Regions from separate parts of the Sus scrofa genome. Here region 2 is linked to region 1. A link is a contact called in public HiChIP or PLAC-seq data. All regions are on one chromosome and are shown on one strand. The core of a region is the stretch at or near the end of the contact, and the rest is flanking DNA. Distances in the headings are between cores, read along the strand shown. Region 1 holds the start of ABHD2 (monoacylglycerol lipase ABHD2). Region 2 overlaps ABHD2 (monoacylglycerol lipase ABHD2).

What was found. HiChIP or PLAC-seq counts read pairs in DNA pulled down with a chosen protein or histone mark.
Region 2: an H3K27ac HiChIP or PLAC-seq map of alveolar macrophages shows a contact between it and region 1. The contact joins the enhancer-like site here to the promoter of ABHD2 in region 1. A contact is called at or near these places in 4 of 47 Hi-C or Micro-C datasets (alveolar macrophages, embryonic fibroblasts, fetal liver and 1 more) and 2 of 2 datasets of contacts at active chromatin or transcription factors (alveolar macrophages and skeletal muscle).

What each region holds. Positions count from the first base shown.
Region 1 is chr7:54,652,191-54,658,619 of Sscrofa11.1, reverse strand. It overlaps ABHD2 (monoacylglycerol lipase ABHD2), which reads right to left and starts at 2,926. Exons shown (of 11, transcript XM_001925989.7): 1 at 2,709-2,926. It also overlaps LOC102161272.
Region 2 is chr7:54,719,201-54,725,585 of Sscrofa11.1, reverse strand. ABHD2 (monoacylglycerol lipase ABHD2) reads right to left here. Exons shown (of 11, transcript XM_001925989.7): 4 at 632-807. Among named protein-coding and RNA genes, the nearest start is that of ABHD2, 67 kb to the right of the region's middle. Within about 2 kb of position 3,810, at least 5 of the 83 cell types and tissues checked have an H3K27ac peak or open chromatin away from gene starts, as enhancers often do. A contact at or near this core is called in alveolar macrophages and fetal liver, where this site is marked.

The DNA.
Region 1 (6,429 bases), core at 1,677-4,176:
CTAAACAAAAAACCCAAACACGGAATCAACTCTAAAGAAGGTGCCAATCCACGAATAGTGATCATCTTTCATTCATTCTAGAAAACATGTAAAAACAGAGAAGGGAAAACAAAAGGACCGGATTCCTGTAAGAAATCAAGGATACAGGTACTTCCAGTTGGCCAGGGTACTGGCTGGCACACTGAGAGTAGAAATCTATCAGAGCAGTGAAGGTGATACGGAGAATGCAGGTGAAAAGCAGAAAACAAAGAGAGGGAATGTCCCCCAACTGAAACGAGAGGAGGACTGTTCCACTGCACATGCCATCTGGTTTATTTCATGCTTAAGAAAAGAACAGGAAAAAATGCAGTAAAATTAGGGAACGAGCTAGATTACCAGCAAGAATCAGTCACACGCTTGTGCTTCTGCCAGGCAAGGCAGGCGCTGCTGGCGCTCCAATGACTAAGTAACTTGCTTAAATGCATTTGACACACGATCCTTGAACTTCCGAAAAGCACTTAATACAGTGGCTCATGAAATCTTAATCTAAAAATGTTCACCCATTTATAATCAAGCTGCATCACACTGACAACTGGGAAGGAGGGCCAAACAGAGGGAAGAGATATTTGGAAGGATGCCCTAGAGAATGGTATCATCAGCGACTTTGTTTATCACTTTGAGGGACAGTCCCCCCCCCACCTTTTTAAGAGAATGAGATTTGGAGTCTAAAAAGAGTGTAATTACAAAGAGAAGGCTAACAGAAAATGAATAACCTGATTCAATAAAAGACAGAAAAATAAGACATAAAATGCAATGTGAGTTGGAAAACTCTGCAGATATCTACGCTGCCATGAAATCTGGAATATGTTTAATGAATTGGGGGAAAGGAGGTAGGAAAAAAAATTAGCTCCTGCTAGAAAATAGTTGGTGGTAGGTATGAAGAAAAGCTGTATGAAAAGGCAACAGAAGATCGTATTTAATAAATCTATGGTGGTTATTGGGTGCCAGGCACCATTCTAAATGCTTCAGATAAAGTAATTCTCAAAACCACCTTCTTTCTAATCTAAGTACTATTATTATTCCTGTTTTAAAGGTGAGCAAACAGAGGCACGGACAGGTTAGGTAATTTGCCCAAGGTTACAGCTAGTAAGAAGCAGTGCTAAGATTCAAATCCAGGCACTCTTGCACCCAAATCTGAGCTCTTAGCCTCGTTGGACTCCCTTACAACTTGAACATCTAGAGTAAGGTAAGTAGGCTAGGAGTAGAAATAACAAGTCATGCACTGGCCAGATCCAGGATCAACAGATGCCTTAGTCATAGCTCTGTGATGACCAGTCAGTCCTGTGACCTCCCCAGGCCTTCGTCTCCTCACCGGTGCATTAAAGACAGATTAGGTGAGTTCTATCTAAGGTAGCTTCAGCTCGAAAATGCCACCAGTCCATGTTGGCGATCAGGATTTGGACTGGCTTGCTTTCTAACTGGTTACTCAAAGGTTAATTCATCCTAAAACAGATAAAATGTTGTGCTAAGGTTCTGCTTCTGCCTCCTGACCTTCAGAAGATTATTATTCTACTCTATTCAGGCAAATGACAGGGGGCAGTGAAAGGGGGCTACTGGATGGCTTCTCTTTTGGACTCTAAAAAGCTCGGGGCCAGATCACATTAACTCTGCCAAACCTACAGTCTCCCACCCCCACCCCGGCAACTCTCCTGAGTCTGATCTTGGAGCCTGCCTTTGGATCTGGTTACTGGAATGCAAGTCAAACTAACACACTGGAGGTGGAGCAACCAAGAGAGAGGAATTAGGAAGATGATTAGAGGCAGCCCACGTAGTTCAAATTAAGGAGTTTCATGATGGCTAAATAAGCTACTTGGCAGGGTCCATTCTCTTTGCTAGCACAGACTCTTGAGAGTTGAGACCACACAACATCCACTTTCAAACTAATGGACCCCCAGCAGTACTCTTCTCAAGGTAGGCATTAAAGGTCACCCAGAGTGCCTCTGTGAGTGGAGAAGGGCCTTACAGGTGGGTCATGCAGTCTTCCCTTTCGAGTCCTTTCTAAGCATCCCTGACAGGTGGCTGTCACTTGGCCTCTGCCTGGTCACTTCCAAGGTCGAGATGGTGACTGCCTCGCCTAGCAGGGCCTGCTGCTGGACAGCTCTCACTGTGGGGAAAGATCACGAAGAGCCTAGAAAGGTGCCGGGCGCAGGGCCGAGCTCCCTAAGTGCGCCTCCAAGTGGGTCAAAAGCTACCTCCCAACTTGAACCTATCAGTCCTGGGTGCGCCTCTTGAGCCCAGAAACACAGAGGGCCCTCCGGTATTCCGGGTTTGTAATTAGGCCCCCGGCCCTCTCCCTATAGGCGCGGGTCCCATATCTCCTTCACCAAGACCCCTGCCTCAGACCCCAGAGGTCCCAAGGGTGCGCACGGATGCAGGAATGGCTGGCAGGGAGGCCGCAGTCGGGAATGTCCCCAGCCTCTGTGCCCGAGGCGAGAGGGGACAAAGAGCTTTCAGGAAGGCGTACCCCACCCAATGTGATCCAGGCTGCTTCCCTCCCCGACGGCCCTGGGGACCCCCGAGGCGCCAGGTGACAGGCCCCCGAGGATCCCGAGCCGCAGGCAACGGCGCGATGGGCCGAGCCACGACAGGACCGCGGGGCTCAGGGGTTTAGCCCAACTGATCCGGGGCTCGATCGCGGCTTAGCGGAGCTAGCTCGACCGTGGCTTTACCTGAGCGCGGTTGACTACAGCGGCCCAGCTCGCCCTCAGTCCAGTCTCCGCAGCTCCGCCGCTGCCGCCGGCGCTCATGGAAATGCAGCCGGAACCCCTGGCCAGTGCAGCTCCCGCCGCTACCGGCCCCGCCCAAGCAACTGCCGCCCCGCCCCTGACGACCGCTTCTACCACGCCCCTAACCACGGAAACTAGCCCGTTCATTGGGCCGCCCGGCTTCTGCTCTATGAGCCCCGAGGGCTTTTTACATCCAGAGGGTAGCCCATTGGTCAGGGGACCTACTCCTCAGAGTGGAGGCGGAGCCCTCAGCCGAGAGCTCCACGACAATTGGTTATTCTTGACGTCTTTAGCCAGTGGGTCAAGACGCTATAGGATAAAGCCAGCCTGGAGTGGGCAGGGCAAAGATAAGAGCGCGGAAAGCTGGGTAGTGGTTGATGTTGATGGAGGCGGGGTACCGAGAGGGAGGCATTTGTGACCGCAGCTGGTTTGGGGGGCTGGGTAAGGTCAGACGTCTTCTGGGGCTGGGAGGAGGGAGGCTGGCTGGTAGCTCAGCTGCCGGGCTTGAAGGCTCCAGGTCGACTGCTGGACTCACCTGTAGTTCAGGACACTGGTGGCAAGATTTGGGGCTCGTGTCCCAGGAGAGAGGAGGGAAGTTAGTGAGTCACCAAGCCATAAGGAGAAGAAAGGATGTGAAGGCAGCAGCCTCTGGCCTCTGCCAGCTAGGGAAGGATGATGGGGACGTGGCAGGCAGGGTGGACCTCAGTCATTGTCCCACTGTCCTTTCAGCTCTTAAGATGACCCTTGCTCAGTTGAAAGCAGCCTGGAAGAACGTAGCCTTCGGAAGCAGATCTTAGAGTTGGAATCCCTCTTGGTGTGTACAGGTTGCATGGCCCTGAGCAAGTCATTTAATTTTTCTGCATGCATCCTGATTATTTTTCATTTGGCAACTGGGAGTAACAACAGTAGTTAATGAGAAGTTTAAATAATTCTGGTAAACACTAACAGTGCCTGGCACTCAGTAGGCGTTCAATCAAGACTGGTTCCCCATCCACTTACCCATTGGTTTGTGGAACTAAGTCCAATTCTAAAATTCTATGAGTCTGAAACTGCTTTTGCAATGGCATGTGCTTTTACCAAGAAGAGAACACTTGACTAGCTTGAAAAGCAAATGCTTAAGGGCAGAGAGGGCTACCCTGCCAAGGCACAGTAGGGCTGGAAGAGAGAGAGCAAGGAATGAGATGGGAGTTGTGATTTTAGCCAGAGAAGGAAAGTGGTATTTGCATTCATGTTAATTTTTTCAACATATTTCAGGATTTTGAAAAATGGAGCTTCCTTTTTCCTGTTCACCCAACCATGTGTCCAGTGGCTCAAGTTTCGTGGAGTGAGACCACATATCCTTTGGAAGGCTGATCAGCACTGCACCAGAAACCACTGCATAAAATCTGTCAGGAACTCCTGAAGCCCATTCCCCATTCCGAAGCTATGGAAGTCCTAGAATATGAATGGAAATAGCCTCTCAAGGCTATTTCCCAGCTCCTTTGGGCCTACCTTTGAGAGAACCCATACCATGGTGCTCTCGAGGGAAGAAGGAGAAAGAATCCTCTGCTTTGTTTTTCATTCAGTTGTCACGTTACTTAAAACAAAAAGTTTTATTTCAGCATTTATTTATTCCTCTATATTCTCTTCCGTTTGGGGAAAGAAAAACCTGAACAGAGGGTTATAGTGAGGGACTCCTGTCGTTCTGACTCTTTGTGTTAAAAAAAATTGGGGCTTCCAGAAAAGAGCTTTGGATCTGTTGCCACTTTGTGTGTGTGTGTGTGTGTGTGTGTGTGTGTGTGTGTGTGTGTGCGCGCGCGCGCGTGCTCGCATACCCCCACACACTTGGTTCTGCTCCATGGTTTTCCAGTTCTTGTGTCTTTGAATAGTACTGCTCGGTGGCCATCTCTATGTCTGCACTCCTGCTAGGGAAACAGGTTTGCTCCTGCTCATGTTTGCTAAAGGAGACTGAGATGTCTTGTTAGGCCCTGAAAAACCTGATGTGGCTCCCGAGATCCAAAAAGATTTCTCCAGCTGGATTCAGAGCCACAAAAAGTGGCTCTGGGGAGTAGGGTGCAGATGGCTTATCATTGTGCAAATGGAATTTTCCATCCATGTCAGGAACACAGCTTTAGCCAAGAGTTCCAGGAAGGGATGCTCATCAGGTTCAGGAATTCTAGAACACAGTTGTGTCACTAAGGCTCAAAAAGAGGCATAGAATGAGCCTAGACAGAGAAGAAAGAGGGGAAGGCCATGTATATCTCCTTCCCAGCTCTGGCTGGTTTAAATAATGATCCGTTACTCTTTGCAACATAGAACTGCTTTTTTCTTTTCTTTCTTTTTTTTTTTTTTTAGGACCTCATCCATGGCATATGGAGGTTCCCACGCTAGGGGTCGAATTGGAGCTGCAACTGCCAGCCTATACCACAGCCACAGCAATGCAGGATTTGAGCTCCATCTGCGACCTACACCACAGCTCATGGCAACATCAGATCCTTAACCAACTGAGCAGGGCCAGGGATCGAACCTGCACCCTCACAGATACTGGTTGGTTTCATTTCTGCTGCGTCACAACAGGAACTCCTAGAACTACTTTCTTATTGGTCTCTGGTTTCTGTTTCCTCTTCTTTGCTTTGGCTCTTGCTGTATTCTGTTGAATTATGTTATTTCATTCAATATAGTGGTTCTGTGGGAGGCCATTTAGGAGACAGAATGGACTCATTTTTGCCTTCAAGTTTAGTCACCTGTCGGGATGGAAGATTTGGTGAGGCTTGGTCTGGGATAACCAGTGGTTTGGACTTGGCTATGAAGTACATTTCTGAGAGCATGAGAGTGCCTTGTTATAAAAGAGAACCAGCAAAGAGTTCCTGTCATGGCACAGTGGAAACAAATCTGACTGGGAACCATGAGGTTGTGGGTTTGATCCCTGGCCTCGCTCAGTGGGTTAAGGATCCGGATGGTGTTGCTGTGAGCTGTGGTGTAGGTCACAGATGTGGCTCAGATTCCAAGTTGTTGTGGCTGCGGTGTAGGCTGGCAGCTATAGCTCTGATTGGACCCCTAGCCTGGGAACCTCCATATGCTACGGGACAAAAAAATTAAAAAAAAAAAGAGAACCAGCAAGAGGGCATGCACCCACCCACATTCTGAAATGACTAAAGTTTAATCACTTTACTGAAGAGGAACTGGCTCTAAGATCACCTGGGTTTTCTCAGCAGGATCTGGGAAATTCCTTGGGGTCCTCAGAGAGGCATCAGGCAGCAGAGGTCAGAGCAGATCGTGGGCTCTATTTATTTTCTTCTAGCAAATCAGTGATTCACTCAGTTTGTCATTTTCATTATTCTGTCATTGTCATTATCCTTAATGGATGATCGACAGCAATGGGCTTTGGCTTCTCTGCTGCTGAGGCTTGAATCCTGACTCTGCCTCTCCTAGCTTTGTGACCTTGGGCATAAACCGTGCCTCTCTGTGCCCCACTTCCATAAAATTTAGGTGACAGTAAATTGTGCTTTCCTCATGGGGTGCTGGGAAGAGCAGATGGTTTATAGATGTTAAGTGCATCAAATGGTGCCTGCCATATATTTCAGCTCTTAAATGTTTTGTTTGTAGCTGTTATAGATCATTTAAGGATGTTTCTTGGAGTTCCCATCATGGCTCAGTGGTTAACGAATCCGACTAGGAGCCATGA
Region 2 (6,385 bases), core at 2,561-5,060, 66 kb before region 1:
GATCCTTAACCCACTGAGCAAGGTCAGGGATTGAACCCTCAACCCCATGGTTCCTAATTGGATTCATTAACCACTGAGCCACAACGGGAATTCCAGGACCAGCTTTTAAAGGATGCAGCCATCTAACTCCACTTCCTCAAAAGCCCTCACTGTGAAGCCTTTTATGAGTGTTCACTGTGTAGCTGGGACAGAGCAATGCGAGTTCCATCAGTAATAGAAATTGTGGTTGTTTCTGAGAAGTAGGTGTCTCAGACCCCTGGAAACCTAAGAAGAGGGCCTCTAAGAGCTTTTGTTTTTTGCTGGTATGCCACAAACAAGACCAGCTACCCTGCATCTAAGCTGCAGTTTCCTCATCAGCAAAGTAAGGATGATAAGGCTCTGACTTCTCAGGATTGTTGGGAGGGTTAAATGAGATGAGAGCATATAAAAAGCACTTAGATAGTCCAGCTTCTGTTGCTGTCATCAAACCAGAGGCCTGGGCCCAGGGCACCGGGGCTCCAAGTTCTTATACAAAGCTTATGTATTTCATAAGAGGATTGAAAAGCTATTCAACAATGCTATTGAAAGCCCTACGGGAGTCTCCTCCCTCACTGACTCAGCCACTCCAATCACAGGACCTAAACCAGCTCACCTCCCACACAGTGCTCAGCCAAGGGTTCGAAGAGGTCAAAGGTCGAAGTGGCTCCATCGGACATGGTGATGAACTTCCGGTGCCCATACGGGTGTGGTGACCTCACCCTTCCCATCTTCCCATACAAGGCTGTCTGGATGTGCCCGCTTTTCCCCCAGATCAACGGTGGAATGTATCTAAGAAAGAAGGAGAGCAGAGGTCAATTTTCCCACATTTCTTCTTTTTTTTGCCTTTTTTTTTTTTAGGGCTGCACCTGCAGCATATGGAGGTTCCCAGGCTAGGGGTCCAATCGGAGCTGCAGCTGCTGGCCTACACCACAGCCACAGCAACGCCAGATCCGAGCCACGTCTGTGACCTACACCACAGCTCATGGCAATGCCAGATCCGTAACCCACTGAGCGAGGCCAGGGATTGAATCCACAACCTCATGGACCTGTCAGATTCGTTTCCACTGAGCCACGACAGGAACTCCTGCATTTCTTGAATAATGCTCTAAAAAACCTTGGAACAAGAGTCTTTCAACCTGTTTAAGACTTTTTTTTCCCCTAACAAATTCTGTACACCAAGCATAAATATGAGAATTTTAAAAAACCTTATATCCATGCCACGGTTTACCCCCTTTCCCCATTTATGCATCAGATTAGCTTTAGAAATCAACCAGAACCTGCTTATATAGACAGGATTTCGAATGCAAGGTGTTAATTAATTCAACATGGGTTATTTCCATAACGTACAATAGAAAGAAAATAATACCTTTGAACACACGCTTCTCTTAGCCTCATTATCGCATGAGCTAATGTATATAAAATAGCTAGCACGGCGCCCACGTGCACCGAATGCTCATTTCTTCGCCTTCGCCAATGAGGTAGCCACAGCGCAGGGGTTCCTCCATAAACCAGACCTGCTGCCTCTATGCAACTCTTTGCAGGTTGGAAACCCTTCTGAGAGCCTGTTGAGTGCCTTGTGTGTGTTTGTTGAGGGGGGGGCACTGTGTGCTCTGGAGAATGTGCTGGAAAGGCAGAGCAATGTAAATATTTGTTGGATGCATGAAGGATAAAGCCTTGTTAGCATAATAAAGGCATGATGCCACCCTAACAACCATCCTCGGTGAAAACAGAGTGACTCTGGTCCTCAGTAGCAAGGGCAAAAATCAAAAACTAGTTAATTACTGGGAAAACAAGGTGCTCCAAGTTACAATTAAGAAATGATTACAGTTCATAACCACAGGGCAAGATGATCGCCTTTACTGAAACTGCTATTGGTTTCTGTTTCCATCTTTGAGCTCACACTTGATGGCTGACTAAGATTTGTGTTAAATATAAGCTAGAGACATACAATTATATATTAATGGCATCAATCCTTCATCTCTGTATATATCACAGTGATGAACATTTTATTAAGAATTTACATAATCTTTTTGCCAGTTCTTGCCTATCATTTCTATTAGACCAGATGATCCTGGAAGCACTTCTTAAACCAGATTTACTTTTTTTTTTTTTTTTGGTCTTCTCAGGGCCACACCCGTGGCATATGGAGGTTCCCAGGCTAAGTGTCAAATTGGAGGTGTGGAGGCGTAGCCACCAGCCAACACCCACAGCCACAGCACATGGGATCCGAGCCGCATATGTGACCTACACCACAGCCACAGCAATGCCAGATCCTTAACCCACTAAGCAAGGCCAGGGATTGAACCTGTGTCCTTATGGATACTTGTCAGATTCCTTCCCACTGATCCACTGTGGGAACTCTCTCTCTCTCTTTCTTTTTTTTTTTCCTTTCTTTCTTCTTCTTTTTGTTTTTTGGTAATTCATTAAGTCTACACAAATTTAAGAGAAGTTATCACCTTAAGCAAGCCAGTTCCCAGACAAGCAACAAGTTTCCTCTTTGGGGGCAGGGAGGAGAAGGAAGAGTATTTTAAGACCTAAGGACATGAAACCACTTGCCAGCATAATACCACAGGTGCAAATCTCAGCACAGAGAACTTGGCCTTTGGAAAGCAGGCAAAGGCATTTATAAGGAATGAGTGGACCATGACAGCAACAAAAAGCAAGCTTATAACAACAATGTCAATTGGACAGCTGAATACTATATGAGATTTAGATAACAGAATTTATAAAGGGTTTCGGACTAACAAGTTGGACAGTAAATTGTGCATAAGGGAGGAGAATGGGCCAAGAAACCAAACTTCCCATGGCTCCTGGAGGAAAAGTTCAGAGAAAATGTTGTTTATAATACAAATTAAAAACAGAAAGGTGCTGGGAGTTTCCATGACAGGAACTCCTACCTGGAGCTATTTTTATCCTGAGTACCTTTGCTCAAGCTGTGTCTTCTGCTGCAATGCTGTCTCTTCCTCTCTTTTTACACCCAATTTTCCTCCTGTCCAGCTATTACTCGTCTTTCAAGAATCACTTCCGATCAGGTTGTTGGGGGAACTCCCCCTCTCTGTGTCCTCGGCCAAGCACCCTACACACTGCTCAGTCTTAGCATCTGCAGGGCTAGATTAAAACATACTCTTTTTGGACTTCCCGTCGTGGTTCAGTGGTTAACGAACCCGACTAGTACCCATGAGGGTGCAGTTCGATCCCTGGCCTTGCTCAGTGGGCTAAGGATCCTGTGTTGCTGTGGCTGTGGTGCAGGCTGGCAGCTACAGCTCTGATTCAACTGGGAACCTCCATATGCCTTGGGTGGGGTCTTAGAACTAACAAAGACAAAAAAATAAAATAAAATACACTCTTTTAAAGCATGCTCCCTCCTCCCTGCTCCCTGCAGGAGCCAGGCTCATTCTCCTTTGCATCTATCCTCAGAGCACAGACACATACCACGCTTGCAGGGAGGACTCGCTGATAAACAGAGTTACAGACCCACATAGTATATCTGCAAAGACAGAGATATGCTTACAAAATCACATGTGCTATAATAATGCAGATTTGGCTGTGGCATGATTGGTGTTGGCTGTGGCATGATGGCTGTGGGCTACTGTTCTCTTTCCAGGTTACCTAGGACCCTTCTGGGACGGGGCTGGGAGAAAAGTCTCAAGCTGTACTTGCGTGGGAATAAGCGACTGCCTCAGAATCACCTGGAACTTCCTCAGTTTGCTGTGAGGTCAGCTGTGCACAGGGGAAGTTTCATAATCTCTAAGTTTAGGATAATACCACTTACTGATAAAACACTGGTTTGAATTAACTTCACAGTAACACAACAAGAGGACTTATGTAATCGAGTTTTTGTGTAACATTTACCCTGGTGGAGTTTTACTATGTGCTTTTGTTTGTTATGTAACTTATGCACAGATCACAAGAGAAACATTAAGAAATAAAAGAACTAGGGAGTTCCCGTCGTGGCGCAGTGGTTAACAAATCCGACTAGGAACCATGAGGTTGTGGGTTCGGTCCCTGCCCTTGCTCAGTGGGTTAACGATCCGGCGTTGCCGTGAGCTGTGGTGTAGGTTGCAGACGCGGCTCGGATCCCGTGTTGCTGTGGCTCTGGCGTAGGCCGGTGGCTACAGCTCCGATTCAACCCCTAGCCTGGGAACCTCCATATGCCATGGGAGCGGCCCAAGAAAAAAAAAAAAAAAAAGAAATAAAAGAACTAGAATAGGAGGAACCGTCCTTACATCATAAGAGGCCCATTCCTTCCCTACTGATTTCAATTGTCATTTTATTTATTTTTCCCTCCCTTCCTTCCTTTCCTTCTTTTTTTTTGCCTGCAGCTACAGCATATGGAAGTTTCCAGGCTAGAGGTCGAATCAGAGCTGTAGTTGCCCACCTACACCACAGCCACAGCAATGCCAGATCGGGGTCACATCTGCAATCTTGCAGCAGTGCTGGATCCTCAACCCACTGAGCAAGGCCAGGGATGGAACCTGCCACCTACGAGAGGCAACGTCGGGTCCTGAACCCAGTTGAGCCACAATGGGAACTCCCACAACTGGCATTTTAAGTACATAAGTTCTCAGTTAAATATTTGGGTTTATTTCCAACATTTTCTATTCTGGATCATCAATTTTCTTGTCTATTCTTGTGCTAATATGACACCACTTCAATTAATACAGCTTTATGGAATATTTCGAGAGTTGATAGTGTAGGCCTACTTCACTCTTTCTCAAAATTTTCTTGGTAGATTTTGGCATTTTTATTTTCCAGATGAACTATAGGATTAGCTTGTTCTATGAAAAATTGGGGATTTTTAAATTGGAAACACATCTAACACATACTGCTTTGGGAAGAATTGACATCTTTACAATTTTGACGTGGCTCATGTAAAAACATGGTGTATCTCTCCATTATTCAGGTACTTACGTCCCATAGTGAAACTTTAGAGTGTGCTTCATGTTTCAATATTCAGGTTTTACTACACTAAGTTGTATGCATTTCTACATTAAAAAATTCTTAATGTCAGAATCTGGGCATGTTTTACTCCTAACTCCCAGAAAGCAAAAGGGATGTTTTCTACTTCTTTACTTATCTATCTAGATGGTTTTGACCAACATCGTGCTGTGGTCAGTGGTTAATGAATCCTGTTACTAAGAAAGAAACTAGAAGACCGCAACAAAATATAGAGGCCAGCTTGTCTTTATCTTTTGAACCTATTTATAATCAACATCTGGCCCTACTAGCAGAATTGCCCAAAGGGAAAGCCCTCAAGGGGAAATCTGGAGCTCCCTCCAACCCACATCCCTCCAAACACACACACACACACACTGCCTTTGGGCAGATGAGGTTCACATGAGCAAGGACAGAGGGATGCCGCGCTGTTTGAGAGAACCGAAAAAAAGCTCACTAGTGCTCATCTTTGCCCTAAATCTGTGGGTGACCAATTCTTTCGGTGGGTCCTTGGCTTGTAGATCAACCCACTTTCTAGCTATGGAACCCAGGCTTCGCTGTTATTCCCTTTGATTCTCTCCCATACCTTTCTACCAAATCAACCCAAGGCTTGGCACTTGGTAGGTATTTAGGATATGGCGTCTGAGCTGGAGTCCCCCACCCTGACTCCCAGCCAGTCCTTCCCAGGGCACCAAATTCCACCAGCAGCTACCTGTCAGCATTTCAAGTCTGTTGAAATCTCCATGTTGTTCATGCTCAAGCAGGGAACAGGATGCTTTGGTTAAAGTAACACAGCCCAGCTCCCAATAACTTCAGAAGGGATTATGTTAGAGGGGTGCTGGGGTGCTCACCAAATGGACAAGAGGCTGGAGAACCAGAAGAGGGCAGGATCCAAGAAGGAAACCAGGGGGCTGCTCTAGGGATGTGTCCTTTACACAGTCAGCAAGACCACCCCCACCCAGGAAAGTCAGTGTCCCAGGAGTGAGGTGCCTCGAAACAGGCAATTTCAGAGTGGGTGGGCGGGGCAGCTTCATTGACTACCTGCATGCAATAGAAGAGAAGAACTTCCCCAAAAGGGAATCTGTGCGCCCTTGGAGAGGAAGAATGGATGCTGTGGATGCTGGGCAGTAGGAAAGTGACAAATATCCCTACAAGGTTTTTAGCGGAACCAGGCTTTGGTTCAAGAGGCTTTTTCAGTGCCCCTGATACCTTCCAGCCCTCATCAAACCAGTGTTCCCTCTAGTTCTTCCTAAGTCTCCTCTTTCTTTCTGTCTGTTCCCCAAACATGGTCCCAGCATTTAGTATTTCATAGCCTTCTCAAATGTTACCTACTTTGAAACATCTTCAAAAAAGCTTCATATAACACAACGTAGTAGATCAGAAACAGGCAACCTATCTGCTGAAGTATTTTTTTTTCCACACCCCTCTCTTT